Regions from separate parts of the Sus scrofa genome. Here regions 1 and 2 are each linked to region 3. A link is a contact called in public Hi-C and HiChIP or PLAC-seq data. All regions are on one chromosome and are shown on one strand. The core of a region is the stretch at or near the end of the contact, and the rest is flanking DNA. Distances in the headings are between cores, read along the strand shown.

Region 1 (2,700 bases), core at 166-2,665, 230 kb after region 3:
AAGGTCCACTAATGTCAGAGCTTCCAGATAAGTGCACAGGCTCCTCCTTCTTGTCTTGGTCTGGAAAAGAACTGGACTGGCCCCTGGATATAATAATGTAAAGAAAAGTGCTTATTGGAGTTCCCATCGTGGTGCAGCGGAAAGGAATCTGACTAGGAACCATGAGGTTGTGGGTTTGATCCCTGGCTTCACTCAGTGGGTTAAGGATCCCGTGTTGCCATTAGCTGTGGTGTAGGTCACAGACAACAGCTCAGATCTGGCTTCAATTAGACCCCTAGACTGGGAACCTCCATATGCTGCAGGAGCAGCCCTAAAAAGGCAAAAGACAAAAAAAAAAAAAAAAAAAAAAGAAGAAAAAAGAAAAAGAGAAAGAAAGAAAGGAAAAGTGCTTACTGATGGGTTTGGAATCAGGAAATGCTCAGGTGGTCCTGGTTGTCTAGCTATGTTTTGTCAGGTCACCACCGACTGCCATTCAAAAAGAAAAAGTGTCAACAGGCTGTGAATGACATTTAGTGACAGTGTGATCTGTAGCTACCAGCCTGAGAAAAGCACCTTAAATAAAGCTGTTCATCTACTGGAAGCCTTGGCGTAATGGAAAAAAAACATGGACTTTGGAACTATGTAAACTCGGCAATGTTTCAAAACTTCCCAGAACTTACTTCCTTATCGGCAACATGGAACGACCAAGTACATCCTGCCATTAGTGGCTGGGAGGGTGGAGAAAGCTCCCAACCCAACGTTGTGCACTGAGAGAAGTTATCCACATCCCAGGATTTCTGACCCTAAATCACCTGCTTTCCTGGTTGAAGAAACTTCAGGCAGGCAATGCCATGGTTCCCAGGGCCAGAGAATCTAAGTTCCGTCCATCTCTACATTTGGACATTTGAAGTTTTTATACTTGAAAAGCACATTTGGCTTAAAAACATGAAATTGTCAACAATGTTCATCATGATTTATGTCTAATAATGAGAAAATGGGAAACAACTTAAATGTCCTTAAAAGTAGGAAACCGATTTTATAAATGGGCATAACTATGTGATAGAATACTTTGAGGCGTTAAAACTATGCTTCTGAAGAATACTTAGTGACAAGAAAAATGTTCATGATAAAATGTGAAATAAAAGATAAGCAACAAAGATTGTGCAATAGGACCCCACTCCAGAAAAACAAGTGATACACAGAGCTATATAAGCAAAGAAACACTAAAATGCAAGCGCTTGCCGCTGGCATTCAGGAGGAGTGGAACAAAATCAACTATACTTTAAGAAAATGCATTTTTGTGTTTTGAATTTCCAACAAGGATCATATGCTGCCTTAAAATGCGAAACCTCTAAAGTTCTTGCGGGGAGGAGCACGACCCGGGAGGACGCAGGCGGGACCCGGGGCGGACCCCAGCGCCCCCTGGCGGCACCCCGAGGCCACGCCCCAGGGGCCGGCGCGTCGGGGCGGGGCGCGGAGACCCAGCCCAGCCCAGGCCTGCGCGGGTGGTGCCGGACTCGCGACGCCGGGAGGTCGGGAACGCACAGTCGAGAGCGGTAGGCAAGCCAGGGGGCTCGGGACCGGCGGGAATGGGGCACCGCGGGCCGGCGGGGAGCGGGCCGGGGCTGAGGCGGCCCTGGGACGGGGCCCCAAACTTTCTCGGAGTGCGTGGAGGGCGGGAGTGGGGCTCTGTCGCCCTCACCTTTGGCGTTTCGATTTCCCTGTGCGTCCCGGGCGGGCGAGTGACGCCTGCTTAGCTTGGGGAGCCGAGCTGCGGGTTGTGCGCACAGGTGATCGTGGCCGGGGTCTGAGGGTGTCCTGTCCCCCGCTTCTTGGCGCGTGTCTATCGCAGGGCGTGGCCACCGCGCCAGCCCCAGGGTGGCCAGCTGTGCGCGGGATAAAGGCTCTCTGGGCCCTGGGCTGGTGAGAGGGGGAGGGGAGGCCGCCCAGGGCCCCTGCCCCGGCCTCTGCTTGGCTCTGCCCGCCCCCGGTGCCAGCTGTGGTGTCCACTGGTGACCGAGTATTTGAGTGCGTGGGGAACCGGGTGGAAGTGAAAGCCGTGAGCAGCCCACATCCTTGGCGTGAGGAAGACGCCACCTCTGTCAGGACGACTTTGCCTCAGCCGGCCCACTTCTAACCTCCGCCCCCAAGCTGGGTTCACAAAGTACTATCTTCCTCGTGGCCTCTTTGGGTTGGAGCAAAACAAACAGGAAAAGAGAGGGGAAAACGGTGGAGCCAGGGGACAGTGGCAGGAAAAGTAGAGGAGGGCTGCTGGGAAGCTGGGCCCCAATCTTGTGGGTTCTGCACCAGCTTCTGTTCTCTGGGGCACCATCCCCTCTCCGGCCAGGGTGGCCTCTGTGTGGTATCCAGGGATTGGAGTTCCTCCTGAGAAACCTGGACATGGGATGGGGAGGGATGGGTAGCCTGGGAACCAGGGTCAGAGCCAGATGTCATGGAAGGTCCCTGGGGTGTCCAGTTCTCGGGGCTCTGAAATATTCATCTCACTGGTGAGCTTTGGTTTCAGTGCTGGCGCCTTTGGCTTGGCCAGTGGTGGCAGGAGAGCCAGGCCCTTCCTTGAGGCTAATATGTCTGAGGCAAGGGGGCAGCCATACTTCCTCCTCACCTGCCTGCTCTCTTGGTCTCTCCAACCATGAGGACCCAGAGACCCGGTTTATAACTTAGAAAGAAGTAGTGGGACCACACAGGGTCAAGGGCCCTGAC
Region 2 (2,700 bases), core at 101-2,600, 130 kb before region 3:
GGCCTTACCAGGCTTCCCCTGCTTCTTGCCCTAGGAGGAAACAGCCTCTGCCAGAAAGATCCCTTTGGTGGATTCTGGGAGAGGTGTTTCTATCTGGATAAAGAACTCAAGATCTAAGGGATTTAGGGTAAAGAGAAGGAAGGAAAAATGAAAAGGGAAGAATAGAGTTCAGGCAGTTATCTCTTCCTACATGGCACAATAGAGAAGAATAATTGTTAATAATTTGTTGTTTACAGAGTTCCCATCGTGGCACAGCAGAAACGAATCCAACTAGGATCCACGAGGTTGCAGGTTTGATCCCTGGACTCGCTCAGTGAGTTGTGGTGTACGTCGCAGACGCAGCTTGGATCCTGCACTGCTATAGCTGTGGTGTAGGCTGGCAGCTGTAGCTCCAATTAGACCCCTGGCCTGGGAACCTTCAAATGCTGTGCGTGTGGCCCTAAAAAGCAAAAATAATAACAATAATAATAGTAAGAATTTGTTGTTTACTAGGTGCCAGGCACTGTACTGATCCAGTATGACAGCACACAATCCTCAAGCCCCATCAATCTGACGCTGTTCTTATTTTCAATCTATAGATAAGGAAACACACAGACAGGTTGAGTAACTTGGCTATAGTTCTAAGGCTGCAAAGTCGGTGGAGCTAGGATCTGAACCCATCTGAACCCAAATAATCCCGTTTCAGAGCTCAAACTCTGTAAGAAGTAAGGAGTCAGTGCCTTAGGGAAACACGTCGATATGTTGGCTGCATTCTCCACTGGAGATGAGGGTATGGAATCCCACCCAAGAGATATCGTCTTTGTTCACCACCTGAGCACTGTATTTTCTTCGACCCTTGTACACCCTCCCAAAAGAGCCTTCTCCAATCATCTCCAACACGTGGTACTTTTCCATGACAACAGAGCGTTCAGGATCCCTCAGAAGGAAGGAAGTAGAGATGGTGATGAAGGGCTACTGCTCCAGGGACAGCTCCACACATCTGGGAGGCCTGGTTCGGGCAGGGAAGAAAGGTTAAAGTTAGCTGCCTTGCCTTTTCCTCTTTTTCACAACAATCCAGGCCTCATAAACAAGAAAAGGTGGAGGGGACGGAAAAATGAGATCTTGGAGCAGAGCGCCTCCTGCAGTTCTCCCTCCTTGTCTCCTCCGGTCCCCCACCCCAACCTCGTTCCCACCCGACCCTGGGCCCCCCCTTCCCCCTCCACCCAGCCTCGCCCACCAGACCACCGCCCCCTTCACCCAGACACTCCCCTCGACCCCGCCCTCTCTACCCAGCCTCGCCCACCAACCCCGCCCCTCCACCCAGCCTCGCCCACCGACCCCGCCCCTTCCAGCCACCCAAAGTTCCTGACCCTGCCAACCACCTCAGCACCCCTCGGCACACGTCGTGCCCGCGCGCTTCGCAGAAGCCCCTCTCACCCCCAGCCTAGGAGCTTCAAGCTCCTCAGGCCGAGGGACACCGGCGCTGGCCTTCAGCCCCGCCCTTTCTGGCTGCCTGCGTACTTTGCCTGACTTAGTATTCTTCCCCACCCCCACCACCGATCTCTTTAGGCTCCTATTATTACCGATTTTACTCGCTAGAACCGGTCAGAGGTGCGGAGGAGAAAGACGTTAGGGGTGAGGGAGAGACGGTGGGCTGCCCACAGGCCCTTACTAGGGCACCTCCGAACCGTCCCTCGGCCATCAGGACCTTCTAAGGACCTGGAGTCTGCGGTTGCCTAGAAACGGCCGCTAGCCACCCTCCCTCCCGCCCCCACTTATACTTTCCGCCTCCTGCTGCCCCCGAGGGTATTTCCGGTTCCGGCTGCGAGCCGCAGAAGACATGGCGGCGTCTGCGTCGGCAACTGCAGGGGAGGAGGACTGGTAACTTTGGGGGCATGGGCTTTGGCTGACCGCCTGGATCCGGTCCGGGGGGGCTAGCTGCGGCCGCGGATGATCCGTATGGCTGGCGTGTGGGGCGGAGCGAGGGATGCGGGATGGCAGAGATGCTGACAACTCTTGCTAAGAGAGTTCTGGACTGGGGAGCCGGTGGGTGGAGGGGCGTCGATCTGACCCGAAGAAGACCTCATCAGCACCGCCCTGGCCAGTTCAGGCCGCGCCTTATCTGCTTCGATGCCCTGTCCTCCGGCTTCACCCCGTCCCATTCTCTCCTTCTGAAGTGCTCGGGGTCCCTGGGGATACCTGTTTCTCAGCTCTCTCCCCCCAGCCCCATCATTTTTACTTCCCGGAACCGATGTCCTCCAGTTCCCATCCCCCTTTCCCCTGGATCAGCCTGTTTTCTCTAAGGCTTTCCTCAGCCTTCTCCCTCCTCGACAGCACTAATGAGGACTCTTGTCTGTATAAAGCTTTACACCTCACAAGAAGCTCTCTTAGTCCTTCTCTCAAGCATTCTTAACAAGGGACCAGAACCTGGAAGCATTCTGGGATTCGGAAATAGATAAATATAGGTTCGCTTCAAGATTTATTAGCTGCGTGATGCTGACCAGGCCACCTAGCTTCTGTGAGTCAGTGTCTTCAGCTGTAAAGAAAAGTGGGTGTGGCATCTACCTCATAGAATAGTTGAGAGGGTCAGGATGGATTTGTAACATACATAAGCCTTCTTTTCATTAATAACTCTGAGGTGTAGGCACCTGAGGAGACTAGATGAAGCCCGAAGAGGGAAAATGATTCACCACAAGGTACATAGTTATGACTAGGAATCCA
Region 3 (2,700 bases), core at 12-2,511:
AGTGACAAGAGACTGAAAACGAGGGTCAGGAACATAACGTTCAGGGAGGACCTTGTAGGCCGAGGCAAGGAGTCTGGATATTATCTCAATGCAATGGGAAGCCATAGGATTACTTCAGGCAGGTTGATTTACACTGTTTTTCTTGGTGAAAGATCACGCTGGTAAAACGAGATGTGAAAAAAGGTTGTAATCTCAGAGAATCGAAAGTCAAACGTAGTAACTGTTCACTTCTCCGGGTCTCGGATTTTGCATCTGTAAAGCAAGTGGCATGAGCTAAAAGCCATTTCCTCCCCGCCGCGATGTGCCTAGGCTGGGAGTTTCGACAGCATGGGTCATGTCAGACAAACTGCGGAACTCCCCTCGCTCCGCCGACGCCAAGCACGCAACTGACGCCCTGAAACTGTTGGTCAAGCAAATGAATCAATGAATGGCGGGTCGGGGCTGCGAAGGAGGCGCTCTGGCCGCGGGACCAGGCCCCGGGGCCTGAAAAGAACGCACTACGCGGCACGCCAGAGGCCGCGAGAGCCGGCCGGCGAGGAAAGCGGGGGCCTGCTCCGCCACAGCCAAGCGCGGCGAGGAGGGAGGCCCGGGCCTCGCGGGTTGAGGGCAGGAGGAGCAGGACTCCCGGACCGAGACAGGGAGCTGGAAAAGAAGGCCGAAACGCGGGGTTAAGGAAGGCTTCTGGGCCCCAGGCCTGGCGGCCCGGGCACTTACCGCAGCCGTCGCCAGACTGTGCATGTTGGGAGCGGCCGCCGCTCTCCTCCAACTGCCGGACGCGCCGGACTCGCGTCCCAGCTTCAGCGCCTCTGCCGCCAAAGATGATGAGCCGCCGCAGCCGCCATCCGCCTCCGGCTCGCTCCGCCCCCTTCGCAGCCCTCTGACCTTTCACCTCTGACCCCTCCCACACTACCTCTTCCCGCCTCTCAGCTCTCCAAAGAGTTAACAGTCCTAGAGTTTATCCTTTGTCCCTTAAGATTCAGGACCAGAAGGACGTCTGCCACCTACTAGTCCTCGCATTCCCCGGCTCGGAGCAGGTATCCCCATAGAGGGGCGTGAACTCTGAGCCTCCTCCAGAGGCCAGTAAAGGGCGGGAAAAACCCGGCAGTCTGGAGGGGACAAGTAGTGCGCATGCCCAACAGGGCTGACGCGGAGGGAAATGGTGGGCGGTGCAAAGTGCGTGAGATGGATAGTGCGCGTGCGTACTACGATCAGTACAGGGGCGGGGCTACCTCTGCGAGATTTCCCTCGGTGCTGGGGCGGGGCGAGGGCGTAGGAGGGGCGGAGTTTCCAGGCTTTCGCGCACGCACCTCGTCTGGTCGCGTCGAGTGTGCGTGCGTGCGTGCGTGTTTGCGTGTGGTCACAGTTCCCGCCATCAGCCGCTCTCCCTGACTGGGGGAGTGAGCGGCCCCTCTCTTTCGTGTTTGGTGTCCCTTCCTTCCTTACCCCCAGCTCCTCCCCCTCCGCTTGGACTCCGTGCTTCCGGCAGGCCTGTCCGGCGCTCCGGACTCGCGGGCACAGGTAAGGCGGGCCCGGCGAGCGTCTCCACAGAGCCGTTTTACCCTGGCCCCCCCACCCCCCGCCCCTTGCGGTCCGCCCACTCGGCGTTCACTCCTCTGGAGTTCGTCCGGCTGCTGCTCAGCCCGCCCCCATCCCCGCGACGCCCCCTCTGGCCTCACAGGTACTCTACTTGGGTCTTCCCCCAGGCTTTCCCCCTCCTTTGACCTGGTCTTTTACTGTCACTCGCTCCCCCCCGCAACTCAAACCTGGCTCCTTTTTGCTGGGGGCTGTCCTCCGCTGCGCCCCCCTTAGCGAGGCCTGCTATCACTTAAGGTGACTTCCGTTGCCGCACGTCCATCAGGCCTTGGGACATGATACTGTTTCATTCTATTGACCATTCTTCATCTTCTCTCCCTTAACCATCTCTTAACTAAAAAGCATGAATTGTATTTTTGTCGTGGTTTTGGTTGGTTGTTCCCCATCTTTAGCCATCGGATCAGATTGTCAGGTTTACCCGTTGTAGGTCATGACACGAAAAGATAATTGATGACAAAATCCTCTTTCTGGAGAGTTGGCCTGGAGTAATTTTATAATCCTTTCAAAATGTAGTTTCTGTGTAAATGCCTATTTTGTGGAGGCACTATCCGACATGTCTAACTGGAAAAGCTATCAGAGGATGTCAAGTAGGCAGTTGATTATACTGGGTTTGCGCTCAGAATAGAGTTCTGAGTGGATATATAGGCAGATGTGTGTGTATATAACTATATACAGGTCTGTGCGTGCATGTATATATATCTATATCTATATGTATATATCTGTTATGTTGAAAGTAATTGAAGCTCTGGTTGTGGATGAAATTGCCTAAAAAGAGTACAGTGCTAGAAAGGAAGGGGACCTCGGATGGGGCACTGAGGAATTCTTGGCATTTCGTAGCTGGATAGAGGAGTACAAGTTTTGTAGAAAAGGTGAAAGAAGTTATCAGTAGTGTTGAATTCCGGGAGTTCCTATAGTGGCTCAGCGGTAACGAACCCCAGACTAGTAACCATGAGGACTCAGGTTCCATCCCTGGCCTCACTCAGTGGGTTAAGAATCCAGCATTGCTATGAGCTGTGGTGTAGGTTGCAGAGAAGGTTTGGATCCCACGTTGCTGTGGCTGTGGTGTAGGCCTGCAGCTGCAGCTCCGATTGGACCCCTAGCCTACTA

Evidence for each region. A called contact is a pair of places that touch in the nucleus more often than the background predicts. HiChIP or PLAC-seq counts read pairs in DNA pulled down with a chosen protein or histone mark.
Region 1: a contact with region 3 is called in a Hi-C map of subcutaneous adipose tissue, with 4 times the contacts expected there. The contact joins the promoter of TMBIM1 here to the promoter of USP37 in region 3. A contact is called at or near these places in 1 of 5 promoter capture datasets (fetal liver), 1 of 47 Hi-C or Micro-C datasets (subcutaneous adipose tissue) and 1 of 2 datasets of contacts at active chromatin or transcription factors (alveolar macrophages).
Region 2: a contact with region 3 is called in an H3K27ac HiChIP or PLAC-seq map of alveolar macrophages. The contact joins the promoter of RNF25 here to the promoter of USP37 in region 3. A contact is called at or near these places in 1 of 5 promoter capture datasets (liver), 3 of 47 Hi-C or Micro-C datasets (blood, heart right ventricle and skeletal muscle) and 2 of 2 datasets of contacts at active chromatin or transcription factors (alveolar macrophages and skeletal muscle).

Annotation. Positions count from the first base shown.
Region 1 is chr15:120,363,770-120,366,469 of Sscrofa11.1, reverse strand. It overlaps TMBIM1 (protein lifeguard 3), which reads left to right and starts at 1,415. Exons shown (of 12, transcript XM_021076202.1): 1 at 1,415-1,535. The region is part of intron 2 of PNKD (probable hydrolase PNKD); the gene reads right to left.
Region 2 is chr15:120,718,423-120,721,122 of Sscrofa11.1, reverse strand. It overlaps RNF25 (E3 ubiquitin-protein ligase RNF25), which reads left to right and starts at 1,350. Exons shown (of 10, transcript XM_021076485.1): 1 at 1,350-1,860. The coding sequence starts at 1,820. STK36 (serine/threonine-protein kinase 36) reads right to left here and starts at 1,488. Exons shown (of 28, transcript XM_021076483.1): 1 at 1,350-1,488; 2 at 811-988. The coding sequence starts at 894.
Region 3 is chr15:120,588,791-120,591,490 of Sscrofa11.1, reverse strand. USP37 (ubiquitin carboxyl-terminal hydrolase 37) reads left to right here and starts at 1,261. Exons shown (of 24, transcript XM_003133658.6): 1 at 1,261-1,518. It overlaps CNOT9 (cell differentiation protein RCD1 homolog), which reads right to left and starts at 1,137. Exons shown (of 9, transcript XM_001925220.5): 1 at 715-1,137. The coding sequence starts at 738.